2 separate regions of the Sus scrofa genome follow, and region 2 is linked to region 1. Evidence: chromatin contacts called from public Hi-C data. All regions are on one chromosome and are shown on one strand. The core of a region is the stretch at or near the end of the contact, and the rest is flanking DNA. Distances in the headings are between cores, read along the strand shown.

The links. Hi-C and Micro-C count contacts between places; a contact is called where the count stands out from the background.
Region 2: a Hi-C map of omental adipose tissue shows a contact between it and region 1, with 3 times the contacts expected there. The contact joins two enhancer-like sites. A contact is called at or near these places in 1 of 5 promoter capture datasets (liver), 27 of 47 Hi-C or Micro-C datasets (alveolar macrophages, blood, brain and 15 more) and 2 of 2 datasets of contacts at active chromatin or transcription factors (alveolar macrophages and skeletal muscle).

The regions. Positions count from the first base shown.
Region 1 is chr4:100,917,541-100,921,179 of Sscrofa11.1, reverse strand. All of the region lies in intron 2 of LOC110260433 (a long non-coding RNA gene), which reads left to right. Among named protein-coding and RNA genes, the nearest start is that of NOTCH2, 32 kb to the left of the region's middle. Within about 2 kb of position 1,584, at least 28 of the 83 cell types and tissues checked have an H3K27ac peak or open chromatin away from gene starts, as enhancers often do. A contact at or near this core is called in omental adipose tissue, where this site is marked.
Region 2 is chr4:101,108,597-101,112,426 of Sscrofa11.1, reverse strand. It overlaps NOTCH2 (neurogenic locus notch homolog protein 2), which reads right to left. Exons shown (of 34, transcript XM_021090691.1): 15 at 3,150-3,263. Among named protein-coding and RNA genes, the nearest start is that of NOTCH2, 160 kb to the right of the region's middle. Within about 2 kb of position 1,671, at least 3 of the 83 cell types and tissues checked have an H3K27ac peak or open chromatin away from gene starts, as enhancers often do. A contact at or near this core is called in omental adipose tissue, where this site is marked.

The DNA of each region.
Region 1 (3,639 bases), core at 335-2,834:
CCTTGTCAGTCACAAATATTTTCTCTCAGTCTATAGGTTGTCTTTTTGTTTTGTTTATGGTTTCCTTTGCTATACAATAGCTTATAAATTTGATTAGGTCCAATTTATTTATTTTTGCTTTAATTTCTATTTCAGTCTTGTACTTTTCAATCTTCTCATGGCACTTGCACTCTTTACTTCTCAAACACAGCTTTATTATTTGCTCAGGCCTTGGCAGAACATTGAACAAGACATGGGATTATATCAGATGGATTACAAAAGTAGGAGGCAGAGGGACGAAAGACAACCAAGTTCACATAGATGCCGAATTCACTTCTTTGGGGACTGGTTTTGTGCTAGATACTGAGGATGGGAGTAGGATAAATATCAGAACTAGACATATCTCTTGCCCCTGAGGAGCTTACTTTTTAGAATAGTTACATCCAAATTCTTTTCTTCATGCCACTGCATCAAAAAATTTGAGCATGCATTCCCAATAACTTCATATTTATTATAAATTATATGTGTTCCACTGCACTACTTTGTAAATACTGGTTAAGCTTAATTTTCTTATTAAAGAGTAAATAGAAGCAAGTGTTCATGTATTTCCTTCCCATGTCTCAGGGTATCATCTTAGGCACCCCACTTTGGAGTTCCAGTAGGAAATCAAATGGATACTCAAAAATACATGAGAGAGTGGGAAGAAGGTTCTGCTATCAGCATAAACTAAGTATTCTTAGAGCATCAGGGAAGCATTGCCGAAGGAAAGAAGAATTGAGAATATTTGAGGACTTCTAACTTAGCCTAGCTTTCCTGGGTTTGGGTCAGGGATTAGTGCCAGGCTTCATTTCCTACCTGGTGTCTGTATAAAGACCGCTCAATTTAAACACACACACCCACCCACCCACCCAAAGTATCCATTTCCTAGTACCTTGAGCTTAATAGATGATATGTCATCCTATGATGCCAGGAAGAGATATTCCTGACCCATGGCCCAGAATCACCTTTGACCGTCTACACTCAGCAGTGGAGTGGCAAGTGCCCTGGATGTGGTGTCGGGAGGCTGGGCTGAATCCTGGCTCTCTTACCAACCAGTTGTAAGACTGCAGCCCTTTAACCTCTCTGAGCCTTAATTTCATCATCTGTAAAAATGCCTCCTAGGGTGTTAACAATTTCTTGTCTTTTTTTAATGGCTGTACCCATGGCACATGGAAGTTCCCAGGCCAGGGACTCAAGTCACAGCTGCGGCAATGCTGGATCCTTTAACCCACTGCACAGGGCTGTAGATTGAACCCTGGCCTCTGAAGCGACCCAAGCTGCTGCAGTCAGATTCTTAAGACAGTGCACCACAGCGGGAACACCAAGGGTATTAAAAATTTCTAAAATTTGTTGGGCTTTTCATCATGCTTTAAAAGGTCGTCCCATGAAATCTTTGTGACAATGTGACAAAGCAGATGCTATGATTTTTTCCCATTTCACAGGTGTGGAAACTAAGTTATGGAGAGAGGAGATAACTTGTTTGTACAAGTTCACAAGGCTAGAATGTGCAGAGCTTGAGTAAGCCAACACCGCACCCTCTTTCCCACTCTGCTTGGCTGCTGACCTCACAGCGCTGCCTGGAGGGGCAGATGGGTAACGTGAGATCTGAAGTACATAGAAGGAACACATGGGGTTAGATTTAGTTCTTGTCCTCAAGTCTAAATTTAAAATATGTTTTTCTACACAGCCCTGAAGGTCAACAAAGTAGAATTTGGTTAGAAAGAAAAGGTGGAGAAAGAGAACTTTAAAGTTAACTTCCCCATTTTTGGTCCCTTACCAGTGTATGATAATCTGGAAAGAGCACTATGTAAGGAACAAAGAGACCAGTTTTGCCCCCTCCACCACAAGTTTCCTTGTGGATTAGGGGTCCTAATAAATGAGCTCTACAGAGTCTTCTTTTTTGACTAACCCCAAACTCCAATCTGAAAACACTCTGCAGTCTGGACCCTCCCTGCTCTCCTGGGAGAACACTGGAGGGAGGCCTGAAGACAGGAGGCACTGCCTGGGTCAGCCAGGGCTTACTCAAACAGGGCCGGCGGGGACAACGAGGAGGGTGGGTGGAGACTCTAGCCAGAGCTCTGGTGGGCCTGGCTGGTAATTATAAGGAAACATTGCAGAGAGAGTTTCTGTTGTGGTTGTTCCTGATGTTTACTTTGGGCAGTTTGGTCATTTTTTAACTGACCCTTCCCAGATGAGATGGTCAGTTTTCAGCTGAGTAAAATCAGAGCCTTGAAACTGATAGAGTATATGAATCCTCTGTGGCTCCATTGTTAGAGGGAGGCCAGGGCAGCTAACACCCCCTCACCCCCCAACCTCACCCCTGTTCAGGGAAGTGAAGCCAGGGCTGCAAACTTGCTGACTGGCCGGCAGCCTGCAAACCCAAACATCCTCCTCTCCACCACCTCAGTGTAGCAATGTGAAGAAAACAAAGCCACAAGCTTTCCGAAGCAGGGAAAGGCTCCAGCCATCCCCTTCCAGCAGTCCCTCCTGGCTTCGGCTCGCAGCCATGCGGGTACAAGGTTATAGTTACAGCTGAAAACTGCTGACATTTACTTTTTGGTTGTTGCCTTAAAAAAAAAAAAAATATATATATATACATATATATATATGCACACTTTCCTTCATGGAGTAAAACTTCACATAGTTGATTCAAACCCAAAGGTGAATATTTGTTTTTGCTTTACTTTTCATGTTTTCTCAAGTTTGAATAATAGGAATGTGGCTGTTTAAGAGTGAGAAAGAAGGAAAGCTCATCTGCTTAGTACTTTTCCTCAACATTCCAGTTTCTTTTGGCCTCTGAAAACCAAAGAATAGAGTCTTTTATGCCTAAGATTAGAAACATCTGGCCTTCACCTTTGAGTAAGGTTGGGTTGAAGTGGGGCAAAGCCAGGTGGAATGGCCTGCCTATTTAAATTACGAAATTTTATGCATTAATGGCACTAAAAGTTACTAAATTCAACCTCTTCGTTTTTTTCTGTTAAGGAAACAGGCCCAAAGAGGTTAGGATTTGCTTAACGTCACACATCTGGTAAGTGTCAAAAGCGAAGCCAGACCCAGGGGACAACTGGGAGATCCTCACCCCCAGTGAATCCCTCTGCTCACATATCCATGCAGAGGGAGGACTTGATTATTTAAGAAAATAATTATTTACAAATTTTTTTAACAAATATTCTTAATCTTTCCGTTTGACACGCCCAACTATTCCCACTTTTGTAGCCTTCCAACCGGTTCTTGTCCATTGGATTTACAGTCTTCCTCAGGAGAAGAGAGGCGTTTAATATTCCTAGAGCACCTACTATGTGCCAGGTGTTCTCTTACATTTTCTCACTGAGGTTTCACAACAGTACTCTGAAGGGGGCATTATTATACCTGGTTCACAGAGGGAGAAACCGAGAACTTAGGCACACTTGCTCAAGGTCACACAGCTGAAAAGTGGTAGAGTCAGATTTCAGTCCAGGTCTCTCCAATGCCATAGCTCCCAGACTGCACCACTCCCAGACCACACTTCCACAGCCACTGTGCATGTCACAGTTGATATCTTTATGTTTTCCCGCTTGTAAAATTACAGCCTTGTTTTCATAATTATTACTTGTATGGATGTATTCTTTCATTCAACAACAT
Region 2 (3,830 bases), core at 422-2,921, 190 kb before region 1:
GGGCTGTTGTCATTTTCATGTTATCATCATGAGTGGTTACATGGATTTGGAAACCTGCATCAATCAGGAGTGACAGCTGCCGCATCTTCATAGCTAAGATTCATCTACTCAGTTAGTCATAGAGATCCTCCTTCACATGAGCAGGGAAGAAGCAGCAACATAGCCTCCTACTCCTCAAAACCTCTGTTGCCCTGTTCCAGAAGGCCATGGGGCTGATCAGAAGGCCATCAGATGGAAAAGAGTGAAGCGACATCTCTCCTTATAGCAACATCAACAACATGATATTGATAGTTGCCCACCCACATTTCCTACCTTAGTATCCTAAATAAAAGGTTTCCAACCAAAAAAAAAATTAAAAGAATGCTTTTATTAACAGGGAGATAAAGTTGTTTTTAAAAGTCAAGTTACAAGTTACACTTGTCAGAATGGCTATCATCCAAAAGAACACAAATAAAAAATGTTGGCAAAGATGTGGAGAAAAGGGAACTCTAATACACTGTTGGTGGGAATGTAAATTGGTACAGCCGTTATGGAAAACAATATGGAGGCTCCTCAAAAAACTAAAAATAGAACTACCATATGATCCAGCAACCCCACTCCTGGGCATATATCTGAAGAAAATGAAAACACAAATTCAAAAGGATAAAACATGCCAATGTTCTAAGCAGCATTATTTACAATAGTCAAGTATAGAAGCAACCTGAGTTTCTATCAACATAAGAGTGAATAAAGACGATATGTTATACACACACACACACACACACACACACACACACACACACAGAGGAATATTGCTCAACTGTAAGAAAGAATGAAATTCTGCCATTTGTAACAACATGGATGGACTTAGAAAGTGTTGCGCTTGTGAAATAAGTCAGAGAGAAAAAGACTAATATTATCACCTATATGTGGAACTGGAAAAACAAGACAAACAAACGAACACAACAAAACAGAAACAAACACACAGAGAAAAAACTAGTAGTTACCAGTGGGGAAAAGGATGGGGGAGAGGCTAGACAAGGATAGAGATTAAGGGATACGAATTGCTATATATAAAATAAATAAGCTACAAGGATATAATGCACGGCACAGGGAATGTAACCATTATTTTGTAATAACTTTAAATGGAGTATAATCTTCAAATATATTGAATCACTATATTGTACTGAAACTAATATCATGTTGTAAATCAATTATACATCAACAAAGTCAAGATATAGCTAACTCAATTTAAAATGTTATCCTAAAGTTTTGTATTCACAAAGAAAAAAAAAATGCCACAAATTTTCACCAATATTCCTAACTAGTCTTTAATGTGTCTGGTCAGAAGAGTGGCTTGGAAGGAAGCCAGTGTTGCTCAGTTCCTGCATGCTGGCCAAACTCAATGACACTTAGAACCCTTTGCTACACTCAGCACTGAAATTTTAATCTGCATATGCTTTCAATCTAATATAATTTCTCAAATCCCATACATAGTAAATTCTTTTTTTAAGATTCTAATATGCAGAAAAAACAACAGCCAGCATATAGTCAAATTTCTTATAATATCTGAGTAGCAAGAAGACAAATATTTTCAGGATGAGCTGTGCACCTCAGTCACATTAGGGTAAGTCTACTATGTGCCTGAGCATAGTGACTCCTGTTTCTGTCTCTCTGCAGCCATCAGTTCTCAGTCTAATGGCTCTGAAATAATCTTCTCAGTACCAACAAATGTGATCAGCACAATCACTATGGAATGATATTATTCAGACTGTCTGAGGACAGCTAGGAATCCCCATAACTTTGATCATATATCATCAACCAAACTGGTAAAAGTGCAGTTTCCCTCCATGAACATTTCTTGTAAAGATTTGGTAAAGATAACAAGGGAGTATCAAGTCTTTCAGGTAATAGAGTCATGCTTCTGGCTACTCTGAACAGCCTAGAGTCTCCAGAAACAGCTACTGTCAACAGCTCAAGACCCCAAGAGTGAAAGAACTCAGCCAAACTCCTGCCTACATGCGGTGCACTGAAGAAGCATGCAAAGCCACTGTCCCCACAGTTTCTGTTTTGCTCCCCACAGTTGATAAGGAGGTAGAGGAGCCACACAAATACAACCAATCACTAGGTGGCTGTAATGAAGCAGGAGAAACCAAGGACAAGTTGTCTTGCCCATTCCTGTAATACCACCTGAAACAAGGAACAACTGATATGCAATGAAGTCACACCCATGTCTTCTCTGTGTGTGATCACCACCCAAGGGGCAGTACCCCTCTAGGTGAGATGTAGGGCAGTGTATGTGAGGAGAAGAATGACAGTTAAGAGGACAAGTTTTGGGGAGTTCCCACTGTGGTTCTGTGGAAATGCACCTGACAAGCATCTATGAGGATGCAGGTTCAACCCCTGGCCTTGCTCAGTGAGTTAAGGATCTGGTGTTGGCATGAGCTGTGGTGTAGGTCACAGATGTGGCTCGGATCTGGTATTGCTGTGGCTGTGGTGTAGGCCGGCAGCTACAGCTCTGATTTGACCCCTAGCCTGGCAATCTCCATATGCCGTAGGTGTGGCCATAAAAGACAGAAAAAAAAAAAAAGGACAAGTTTTGGATTCAGAAAGACTGGGGGCAAATCCTAGATCTACCACTTCGCTATGACCTTTAGCCAAGTAATCTCTCCTTGCTTCAGCTTCCTCATGTATAAAACGGTGATAGGAACTTCTAATCTGTAGAATTATTTTAAGTACTAAATACTCCAAAGTATGTATATGTAGTGTCTACACACAGTAAATGGCCAATATGTGGTATTTGTTGTGTTAACAAAACTAAGAACACACTGGGTCCATTCAAATAATGACTAAACCATCAGCTATCCATCAATTCCAGCCGTGTGTGTGTGTGTGTGTGTGTGTGTGTGTGTGTGTGTGTGTGTGTGTATTTAAATTTCAAATGCTAAGAAATAAAGACAGCAAATGAGTTTCCTCATGACTTGCATCTAGAGAGGCCATAATGTTTTCTCAGAGTGCAAGACCCAGTCAGTGAGGGAGGAAGGGTGACCAGGGAGTGATTCCTCAGAGTAGCAGCACTGCCCCTCAGATTCCATCTCCAAGACTCAGGGGTCTGGAACGACAGGGTAAGACCAGGCAGCCCCTCTATTCCCGGCACTTGCAGGACTCACCTGTGTATGGCAGCACACAGTGGCAAGTATAACCGCTTATGTCATCAAAGCAGGTTCCTTGGTTTAGACATGGATTTGAAGCACATTCATCAATATTCACCTGGCAGTTATGGCCTGTAGACAGAAAAAAATGAAAAACCAAAAATAGTGAAACTCTCTGTTAGCCTCCTCATTATCTCAATTACTAACTGAGTCTCTCAGTGGTGAATATTAAACACCTCAGAGATTGCACTAACTTCTCCAGGCCACTGAAATACCTTTTCATTCCTTTCAGTGATAAGACCCTGACATACAGTCAGTCAGTAAAGGTGTTTAATCAGTCAAAGAAAAAAAAAAAAAAAAAGAATGGAAGAACAGTATATTCTAATAGCCTGGAAGTCTAATGTACCTCCGAATGCAATTAATTTCTCCATAATAGACCAAGAAGTGCATTAGGGTAAAAACCGTTATATCTAAACAGAAGCTCTTTCTATACAAAGTATTTGGTCAAGACTTAAAAACAGGGTATAATTTATCAAAGGATAAAATATTTGAATACATAGTGAAAGCCTTTGTTTTATGCCCACTCTTTCAAACGCATAGTCTCTACCATCGACGTGGTTGTGTCTCCTGAAGTCACAAAGCTGTTTCCCCTGATCCAAGACATGAAATCTACTCCCACTCTGAGAAACAGAAAAGTCA